Regions from separate parts of the Mus musculus genome. Here region 2 is linked to region 1. Evidence: chromatin contacts called from public HiChIP or PLAC-seq data. All regions are on one chromosome and are shown on one strand. Each heading gives the region's core, a stretch centred on a gene start, on an enhancer-like site or on the middle of the called end of the contact. The rest is flanking DNA. Distances are from core to core; before and after follow the strand shown.

Evidence for each region. HiChIP or PLAC-seq counts read pairs in DNA pulled down with a chosen protein or histone mark.
Region 2: a contact with region 1 is called in an H3K27ac HiChIP or PLAC-seq map of embryonic stem cells, with 7 times the contacts expected there. The contact joins two enhancer-like sites. A contact is called at or near these places in 1 of 484 Hi-C or Micro-C datasets (the AML12 cell line), 1 of 115 datasets of contacts at active chromatin or transcription factors (embryonic stem cells) and 1 of 9 other capture datasets (embryonic stem cells).

What each region holds. Positions count from the first base shown.
Region 1 is chr9:46,887,852-46,892,957 of GRCm38.p6, forward strand. No RefSeq gene overlaps it. Among named protein-coding and RNA genes, the nearest start is that of 2900052N01Rik, 23 kb to the right of the region's middle. Within about 2 kb of position 2,355, at least 19 of the 459 cell types and tissues checked have an H3K27ac peak or open chromatin away from gene starts, as enhancers often do. A contact at or near this core is called in embryonic stem cells, where this site is marked.
Region 2 is chr9:47,701,083-47,706,188 of GRCm38.p6, forward strand. All of the region lies in intron 1 of Cadm1 (cell adhesion molecule 1), which reads left to right. Among named protein-coding and RNA genes, the nearest start is that of Gm10677, 110 kb to the right of the region's middle. Within about 2 kb of position 2,174, at least 36 of the 459 cell types and tissues checked have an H3K27ac peak or open chromatin away from gene starts, as enhancers often do. A contact at or near this core is called in embryonic stem cells, where this site is marked.

The sequences.
Region 1 (5,106 bases), core at 1,105-3,604:
GAATGGTAAACAGAATGGGTGAATATATCTGCTGCCCACAGGAACTATGTATGCTATATAGTCAGCCACTGGCTTTGGGACCCAGGAATGTACAGGCACATTTAGTTACCTTACTTGACGTCTATAAACTGCCTACAAAGAGGCAAGAGAACTTGGGAACTGCCTGGTGACTTAGTGAGTTACTAGTCCAGGTCCACTGTAACCATTGCCACTCCCACAGAATCAATAAGGCAGTGAGTGAAGGGAGGGATTGGAAACCCATATTCATATATGACAGTACAGAGACCAAGGGGGAGAGATACTGAGGAAACAAAGATATCTCAGATTGATGATCTACCTGGCAAGAGAATATAACCATGACATACGATGGAATAACTGTAGTCAGTAGATCTGCCGGGAAATATGAATGAAGACACACAGAATTATTCATGGGAAGTACAGAAAGAACCAGTATTGGGGCTGGAGGTACCAATAGTTTAAAGAGGGGCTCACTGGGGAGGATCATGTCTTCAAGGCAAGGTGTCAGTGACAGGCTTCATTGAGGGGTGGCTATGAGTAATTTTCTGGGAGCTCATGCCATGTAGGAGCATGCCATTGTAGGGGTGGGGCTTTCTGTGTGTCTTCTGGCTGTCCTGTGTAAGAAAGGAAGGGCTACAGGAGGAGGGGTACCACAGGGCAAAGGGTCAAGAGGAAATGCTACAGTTTATATCTGAAGCATTCTTTAAAGGCCTGTGCATTAGTTGTATATTCTTTAAGACAAAAATCTTCAAGAGGCAGGGCCCAGAGAGAGTGTTTTGGGGAGATTTAGAGTGTACCCTTGAAGGGAATGATGGGACCTGTCCCCACCTGGCTTTGTCTCCCTGGTGGTGAAGTGAATGGTTTTTCTTTATCCTGTACTCAGAGTATTTGTGCTTCCTGGTCCTCAGCCCAAAGCAATGGGTCCAACCACTCATGGAAGCTCAAATGAACCTTTTGTCTTTATAACTTGATTGTTGCTGGTGTTTGTTACTGTGGTGGTAAAAAGACACCTAACCCAGAGAATAAACCGGCTTCCTTGAAACAATCACAGGCCCAGCCCTAGCCCTGATACTGCTACCATGGTGTCAAGCACAAATCTACCTCTCCTGGCTAGACATAGCTTTTATTTCCCAGAGGCTGCGTTCTCTGTCCTTTCCTAGCCTTGTCTTAGGCTCCTTCACCTATGCACACTCTGCTGCTCCAGTGTGTGGATTTATAGTTTCTCTCCAAAAGATGGCGAGACTTCCCTGACCCCAGCCTGTCTCCATTCCCTTGGTTTATCTTTCTGAATAATCCTACTTCTTTGAGACCTAGTTCAAATCACCACGTCTTCCAGCAAGCCTACCCTGGCTTCCCTAGTATGAAGCAGCCTCTACCACCCTTTTGTTCCTGTGGGATTTGAAGTCCATATATCTTTTCGCACTTAACATAGAGCTTGTGGCTTTTCATTGTATAGATGCGAACGGGTGGAAGAGGAGTTTGCTGAACTAGTGAAATCTGTTTTCTTGTGCTTTAATTTACGTTTTTGTTTGTTTGTTTCTTAATAAAACCATGCAGAGGGTTAATGTAGATGAATTCTATTGTGAGGATTAGAACAACCTGGTATATGAAACAGGAATAATGAACAGAGCCCAGTAGGTGCTCACAGAATGCATATGGTTTCCCTCTTTCATTAACATCTCCCAGACATGAGGTTCTACATGATATAAAGGGTCAACTACCATCTTCTGATGCTGGGGAGACCCAGTGTGACCTCTCTGAGTGTCCAGGTCTGGGTGGCCCTGAACTAGCCAAGGCCTACACCCATTTTCCCCAATCCATGACACATGCATGTTCTAACCCAGTGTTTTTAGCCTTCCTAGTTCTGTGACTCTTTAACACGGGTTCTAATGTTGTGGTGACCCCCCTCCCCAACCATAAAACTACTTCATTGCTACTTTATAACTGTAATTTTCTACTGTTATGAGTTGAAATGTAAATATCTGATATGCAGGATATAGGCATCCCCCTAAAAGGGGTCACTCCCCACAGGTTGAGAACTGCAGCTCTAACCTGTCAGGGTGTCGTTACAAAGTTGTGGTTCAGGGCTATTTGATTGGCATTGAGCTCCTTAGAGCTCTCAGTCCCTGAGAATCAGTCCTGTCTTTCCAAGACTCTTAAGCAAGTCCTCAAGGACACTCCCACCCCCAGGGATTTGTTCCCCTTTTCTTGGTCACAAAGAGCCCTACTTTCCTAATGAGCTGTTAAGGAACTGCCAATTATGCATATAAATGAAGAGGCTGGAAACCATTATGGGTCCAGAAAGGAGCTGAATGGAGCTGCCTCCCTCAGCCTCTGGGTTTGCCTTGCTGTTGCTGGGAAAGCCACTTAGGGGTATGGCAGGAACTGAGCACCACCAGCAGCAGGGTCTCAGACTTCCTTTCTTCTTCTCACAGGGCTCTGTCTGCTCTGAGGTTTGTCCCTCACTGTGCTGCATGGTTTTCTGTCAGCTTGACTCAGGCTGGTAGAATCTGAGAGAAGGGAAACCTCAATTGAGACAGTGTCTTCCCAACTGTAAGGCATTTTCTTAATTAGTGATCAATGGCGAAGGGCCTGCCCATTGTGGGTGGGGCCACCCTTGGACTGGTGGTCCTGGGCTCTATAAGAAAGCAGGCTGAGCAAGCCATGAAGAGCAGGGTGAGCGGCCCTCCTTCGTGGCCTCAGTCTCAGCTCTTGCCTCCAGGGTCCTTCCCTGTTTGAGTTCTTGTCCTGACTTTCATCCTTCCATGATGAACAGAGATATGGAAGTAGAAGCCAAATAAAATAAACCATTGCTTCCCCAGTTTGCTTTTGGATCATGATGTTTTGTGGTGGCAATAGAACACTAAGACACTCAAGATCAGGTGAAAGGACAGAGGCAGAGCCCATGTATTTAATATGTATCTTTATGGATGTCTGAGCTCTGTTGTACACAACATACACTTGCAACTAAGGAATATGTGTGATACACATTCTTGTAGAAAATTATTTCTTGTTAACTTTTATCCGGCTGTGTATGTTTCCTGTGGAAATCTAGGGCAAAAGCTGCTCAATACACTTTTAGTTAATTTAACTGAAAAGAAGGGGGAGGATGAGGAAGACAATGAAGAGGAGAGCAAGAAACTCACCTACAAGTTGAAGAACCACTAAAGGAACTCACCCCCTTCAGGAGTTAGAAGCCCATTGTAATGTTCCAGAGTGGCGTATCAACAAAAGAGTAAAAAGAGATTTCTGAAAAGGAAAACTCCCCCACACCATAGACCCTCCCTGCCTGGATCCCCCCTTTATTGTCTGGGGCCTCCTGTCCTATGCTTCAAAAGCTCTTTGTGTAGACCTATGAGTGGAGAGCCTCTCTATTGTCTCAAGGTTGCCGAATCTTGAGTGAGCCTGATTCCTTTCCATGAGGTGTCATCTTGGGAATCCTGGCCTTTGAGTGGTGGGACGCCTGGCTCTAATGGTCCGAAATGTAGCAAGCCCCGCCCAGAGCCTATTTTGCATCCCTCTGTGAGAGATGAATAAGCCTTTTCCTTTTCAGTATTTGGTAGACATGAAGGTTTATGATCGACTTTAAGGTCAGATAATTCTTTCTAGGTTTTATCCTTTCTTCAGTGGAGAAAGGGGAGGTCAGAGGGAACTTCTTTTGGCTTGTTTTGGTAGAGCTTAGGGTAGCATGGCTTGAACCCTGTCATAGACAGTCATGGAGCACAGCTTGAATAGGGATCTGGAGAGTTGGAAAGGTTTGTAAAGAGTTTAATGGCATCTAAACTCCAATAAGCCCTTAATCAATAACGATGGCTTTTGAAGATAAAGTAGACCTCACCAGTGAGCAAATATGTTCCTTTAACAAGGCTCACGGAGACTCTATGTGGAGGGAGAGAGACCTGTAGTCCCCATTTTTGCCAACAAAGAAACTGAGGCAAAGAGAAATTAGCTTGAGGTCACTAGCAGAGATGGGAGTCTCACTTTCATTATCTGAGTCTGGCAATCCTGTCCTTTCCATTAGCTGTGCTGACTGCTAAGCCTTATTGTGTTCCCTCTCCTAAGGGATTTGCATTTTAATGGTGGCCAGAGGTTCTATGTTAATGTACAAAACTATGAATATCTAATTGTAGAATCTTAAAATACCACCTAGGGGGTGGGGCTAAGTGGGCAAGGTCAGGTATTGAGTAGGGAAACGGGGAGGTGTTTTCCCCTCTCCTTGGAGAGGAAAAAAAAAAAAAAAAAAAGAAGTTCTGCTTTTGAAATCATGTTACACAAGCAACAAGTCTTTCTTCTAGCCTGATTTGGAAGGAAGAAATCTTACCCAGGAAAAGGGAAGGGAGGGAAAGTGGGGGCCTTAAGGGCTGATGACTTTCAGATAAAGGACCATTGCTGGGGGGCTTTGACTAGGGAGAGGCTTTAAAGACAGTTCTAAGCTGGAGCAGAGGAAGACACTTGGAGGGCGAGGCTGCTGCAGATACCTCTGATCAAATGCAAGGAATGGGCTCAATTACAAAGAAAAACCTAATCAACTCTCCCACCAGAAGTACTGGGCTGACATCAGCTTCAGGCAAGCTAGATTTAGAAGCCCAGATGATGTCACCAAGATCTGTCTTCTACATCTCAACCGTCCTAAGCCTTCGTCTTGAGGCTACTCAAAATACCACCTAGCAGAGCCAGGAAAGGACCCTCCTTACAATTATTGCTACTGGAAATTTTGGGATGCCTCCCTCATTGGGAAAATTGGACTCTTCTATCAGGGTAATGGACTCAGAAGAAAACTCAAGAGCAGACAGGAAATCCATAAAAATCAGCAGCTTCCCGGAAAAGGGAGACCCAAAAAGAGGAAGAGAAAGCCATTCCTTTTGGGTTAGGCATAAAGGTTAGGCAAGCAGCTGCATGGCAGAAAGGAGGTAGCTTCAGAGAAAGAGTGGAAAGCCCAAAGCACCAAAGAAAGCATGTGTAGTTTCTGAGGGGAGAGAGAGGGGAGAGAGGGGTAAAAGGGAAGAAGGGGAGAGGGAGAGAGGAGGAAAGGGGGAGAGGGGTGGAGGGGCGGAGGGGCAGAGTGGGAGAGGGGAAAGTTATACCTTT
Region 2 (5,106 bases), core at 924-3,423, 810 kb after region 1:
TGTGCAGGGGAAATAGAGAATGCTGGGGAAAGACATTAAGACATCGGGTGGGGTTTGGTGGCAGTGGTGATCTGAGGGGAGAATAGGCTTCCAAGTGGCTAGGGAATGCCACTCCCTCTTCTACTCCTCAGCTGAAAAGGGGGGTATCTATCTTTCATGACTCTCCTTATTTCCTCTCAGCTCATTTCCTCTCACTTCACCTTTATTTCTCAGTTGCGATGACTTAATTACTCTTAAAGAAATAACCAGAGTCTGCCAGCAAGCTGCTGTGAACGGCAGACAAAGGGTGGCTTCAATGTCCCCTCCTTTGGTCTCTAAAACCCTCGTTCTAACTTTGAAAACTGACAACTAAGCTTGCACGTTTGCACTGTTGTGACGCAATGGCTGAGAGAAGTTTAAGGGGGAAAAGTTTATTTGGCTTCCAGTTCAAAGGTGTCAATTCACTGTGAGTTGACCATGTTCCTTTGCATGGAGGGTCAGGCTGGGAGAGATAACAGAAGAAGTCTGCCTTGAGAGAAGAGTTGGAGTACTAATGCCCTCTTCCGTGGCATGCCCCCAATATCCTAACTTCCTCCCCCAAGGCTCCGTTTCTGAAGGTTCCATCTTCCAACAGAGCTACATGTTAAGGACAGACTTTTAATGCAGAAATCAGAAGACCTTTGCGGGCCAGACTAGCACAGTACAGAAGCACCAGGCCCGTTGAGCTTCGAGTTCCCACTGCCCAGGCCTCCTCCCTAGCAGTAACCATGGAGCCAGAGTTGCTTCCAAGTGGTCTCTCCCTGTTCTCCAGGAGTCACACAGAACCCTGAGGAGGTGTCACATCCCTTTAATGGCATTTCTAGTACTTACATCCCAGTTCTCTGACTCCCTCATCTCAAATGACCTTCATCTTTATTCGACTTCAGCTGTGCACACACATGCCACACCTGATAGATCTGCTCCACTCTCGGAGTTTCAAACTCTATTAGCTTCTCTTTGAAGCAGCCTTCCAATGTACACCGCCCGTGTTACACTTCCCCCATGCTTCTCTAGAAACGTCCTGTCTGCCCCCTTTCATTCCTTGGTCTCCCCTTGTTTTCCATTGTGGGAAGATGAGAGTGAGGAGGCTGGACAGCCCCTTCTGTGATACCCAGTGTCCCTCGGTGGCTATGCTTGGCCCGTACATCTCTTTTGCACAGCCTTCTTTGAGAATTTCCAAACTAGGTCCTTCCTTTGCCATCTGTTTTCCTCCTGCAACTTTGAAGTCACTGAGCATTGTTAGAAAACTTCACAAAAACTGGGGCAATTGGATCAATAAATGTGTTGAATAAGGGAATTTGTCAGCTTCATCCCCGTTCACCTGGGAGAGAGGAGCCTGGGAAAACTAAAGGCCCATGCTTCGTCTTTGTTACATCTCTATCCCAGTAGCTCTGCCTGGGTGAGTATTTGTGAATGTCATCTGGTAGGCCTCAGAAATTTGGGGCCATCTCAATTTAGCATGCTTTTATTAGAAAGCCATCCTTGGGGCCCATTTTTACCTCTTTAGAGTTACAGTCTTGGTAAAAATCTTGACAAAACCTTTCCCTAGACAGCCACTCACCCTTTGCGGTTGGGGCCTAGGCTGTGTGAATGCCTTTCTCTCGAAGCAGTGAGTGATATTTATTTATTTTATTTTTGTCAGTTGTTTCCATGGTTCATGAATTCTTTATTACAGTAGGAGTCATCAGTTGGATGGAGAATCATTGAAATTGTAGGTTTAGGACATTAGTTGGAATAACCTGAACAATGCACTTACCTTTTGGGCCCTTAATTTAATTTAAAATTAAATGGGTCTTATGATGGCAAGCTTCACAGATCTGCCTGAGGGCTTTCTGAATGGGAACGTGTGGCTCTGTGTAGGAGGCTCCTTTGTTCAGTTGGAGAGGCTAGAAAGTCTTTGCCTAAAAACACGTATTGTTTGGAGAGCACAAATAACTGAACATAATGTTAGTGAGAAGTTCCACTGGAGATTGAACTGCTGACTTCCAAGAATAGAGCAGAGTGAGAGGAAGCGCAGTGAACAGTGTCTTCTCTGTTTTCCTTAAAATACCCGTGAAATTATCTGAAAGGGCAACAAACCCCCAGAAGTAACCACAGTGAGCCCCAGGCGTGGAGCCCCTGCTGGGTTCTGGGAGGAATTGTCTCATTCTTCTCTGTTGAAATCAGATCTCACCTTCCTGACTCAGCATCCCACCCTCCTCCCTCCCCCATGGACTCCCACTCTGCCTCTAATCATGGAAACCTGGTCTCCTTGTCCTAACCTGCTCTTGCGCCATCTCCACCACTGCTGATGGTTTCCGTTGATTTGGGAAATGACTGCTGACCCGCTCGCTCGCTCATTGGCTGATGTCCTCAGCTCGCCCGCTCGCTCATTGGCTGATGTCCTCAGTCTCTTGGTGGTATGATTGGTGGAAATGACTGCTGACCCGCTCGCTCGCTCGCTCATTGGCTGATGCCCTCAGTCTCTTGGTAGTATGCAGCAGAAAGCACCTGTGATTCCGCCCATCCCTTGCCCTCAGGCAGGTCTTGGCTTGGTCTGTGACTTTATTTGTTCAGAAGGAATGTGGCTGCTGGCCAGGCTTTGACTCTGCTTTAGGAATGAGGATGTCTGCAAGGGCTTCCTTATCAGTCACCCATGCCGGGTAATTGCCCTGACTCCCTGATGGTAGGGAAGGAAGAGTGGGCTCTGGAGGTACATTCCTGCCAATTGGTCTCCCCTGTACGAAGAACAGTAGCTGTCTCCCAAGTAATCAGGGATCATCAAATTGCATTGCGGGGGGAAGTAGTCTTCAAGTGTAGCACACACTGAAGACCAAGGTCAACAAACTGAACTCAAGCCTGTAAAATCAGGAAGCTAAGTCTGGTGTTGAGGAAGAAGAATTAAAACAGAATCCTACAGCTTCAGAACCAGGTTGAGGAAATGTAGCCCATCTTTGTTAACAGGCTCGCCTTAAGACATGGCAGAACAGCCCAGGCTTGTGAACGCATAAAATGTCTAAAACAGGTTGTTTCTACCAACTGACGACTGACAAGGGGCATCCTAAGACACCAATGACAGTAACTAAATGACTGTCCTTGTAAACAAAAGACCACGAAGAGTAAACCCAGAGAAGAGATGCCGGGGACACAGGTAAGAGACTGGGGAGACACAGAGCCAACCCAGAAGTGATCAGGACTCTTAGGGAACACAGACCAAGACAGATGAACCAACTGGGATTCAGTTTTCAGAGGTGTGGGGCCTGGACCTCAGGTGTTGAGAGATGAAACTCTGCTAGGCAAGGTTTCGAATTAGAAATTAACACTGAAAAATATTGGATGATTTCTTTAAACTGGACCCTGGTAGGAACAGTCAGGGAAAGTACATGGACTGGATTGTGGGTCACCCATTGTGATCTTTTGGGGGTTTTAATTGTAAGTAGATAGAGTGCTTGAAAGTTATTGAAAGTCTGTGTAATTGATGTAAGTAATAAACTGATGAATATAGAGCTCGGTAGAGCTCTCCTACCCAGCCACAGGGAAGCAGCGCCTCCAAGCTCCTCCCCCTTCACTGCCTGCAGACACACCCACTGCCTGCAGTACCTCATTAGCATATCCCGAAATGTATGGAGCCCTTTCACAGGGCCCTTATTAGTGTACTAAGTATTAAGTGTACTCACTTAGGAATCAGGAGAGTGAATTTGAAGGTATGACCCATATGTGTCCAAATAATATCTAAAAATTGACCCTTAAAATTACAGCATTTCCTTTCAAACACTACTGATAGGAATCAGAGTTTAGAACATAAAGTGTGTTTGTGATCATATGATGTCTATTTACTGTGGCACATGGTAGATATTAAAATAGCGATGGAATTAATGATAACCTAGGAAACTTAACTAAAATTGTAAACCAGGGGGAATGTCATTCCATCCACCAATAAGGAGTTGCACCATTTCTTCCTAGTTGTCTGTCAGACTGACAGACAGACAGACAGAGTTGTGCTTATTCTGAAATCTGGACAGAACATCTGCTGTGATGTAGCACACTGAAGAGATGCTGAGATAGAGATAGGCTATGGCGGAGAACTTGGTGCTGATGCAGGGAAGGCATAAAGTAGAACGGATTTCAATGAGTCCTAATTTTTAGACTTTTAAGAGGTTAATTCCAATTGTTATTCTTGCTGTCTTCCTATCAGAGAGCTTTGGCCAATCTGGTAAGAAGCAGAGGTCAATAGAAATGATTAAGCAGCTGGAAAAATCAGCTTAGGGATAGAGGGGAGGGGTTAGTACAGCATTTATAAAAAAGAATCTGAATCTCTCAAAGTCTACGGAAACAGGAGGATAATTTAGCATGATTTGGAGAGCTGTGGAGCCAATGGCAGAAAATTGAGTACCAAAAAAAAAAGTACTTACTGAGTTTAAGACAGATCTTAATAGACAAATTAAAGAACTGCAGAGCAGTCCAGAGGAAAGTGTCATGATGTTTTAATAAAACATGCTATCCCAAAGAATGATAACAAGCAGCGTTTATGAGCACACTGTGCCCAGCACCCTGCAAGCATCCTTTTGTTTGATATCCTCAGTGATCTGTGAAATGGGACTATCACTTTCTGCTTCATTTTTCAAAGACAGCGGGATGGGGCAGTCTTATGAGGCTGGTAGGCCGTGCACACTTCATTTTGAACTTAAGTCCTGAGCTCAATCCCAGCCATACACTCGTGCTTTCTGTGCCAGGCAGTTGATGTGCTTTCCAGGGTAACCCACTTGGTTTCCCACGTGCTTAAAGAAACACGACTTGCTCTAGGAAGTTACTCCTCACGCACGTGGAAAGCAAACGTGTGCCAGGGTCCCTGTTCCCTGTTGGAGGGAGTATCCAGCAGGGGTCAGAATGGTGGCAGCATCATAGCATGCATCAGAGAGGGGGACAGTGGGACTCTCGCTTTCTAAAAGTTTACTCGTTAGCTCAAATAAATTAGTCACCTGACCTCCGTAGGGATAACACCCCCAAAAAGCAGAGAATCTGATTCCATAGTGTATATATGAAGATAACTATGTGTGTGTAGTACGTGCATAAAGTACTGTAAGGGTGGCGTGCAAATAAGAACATGTG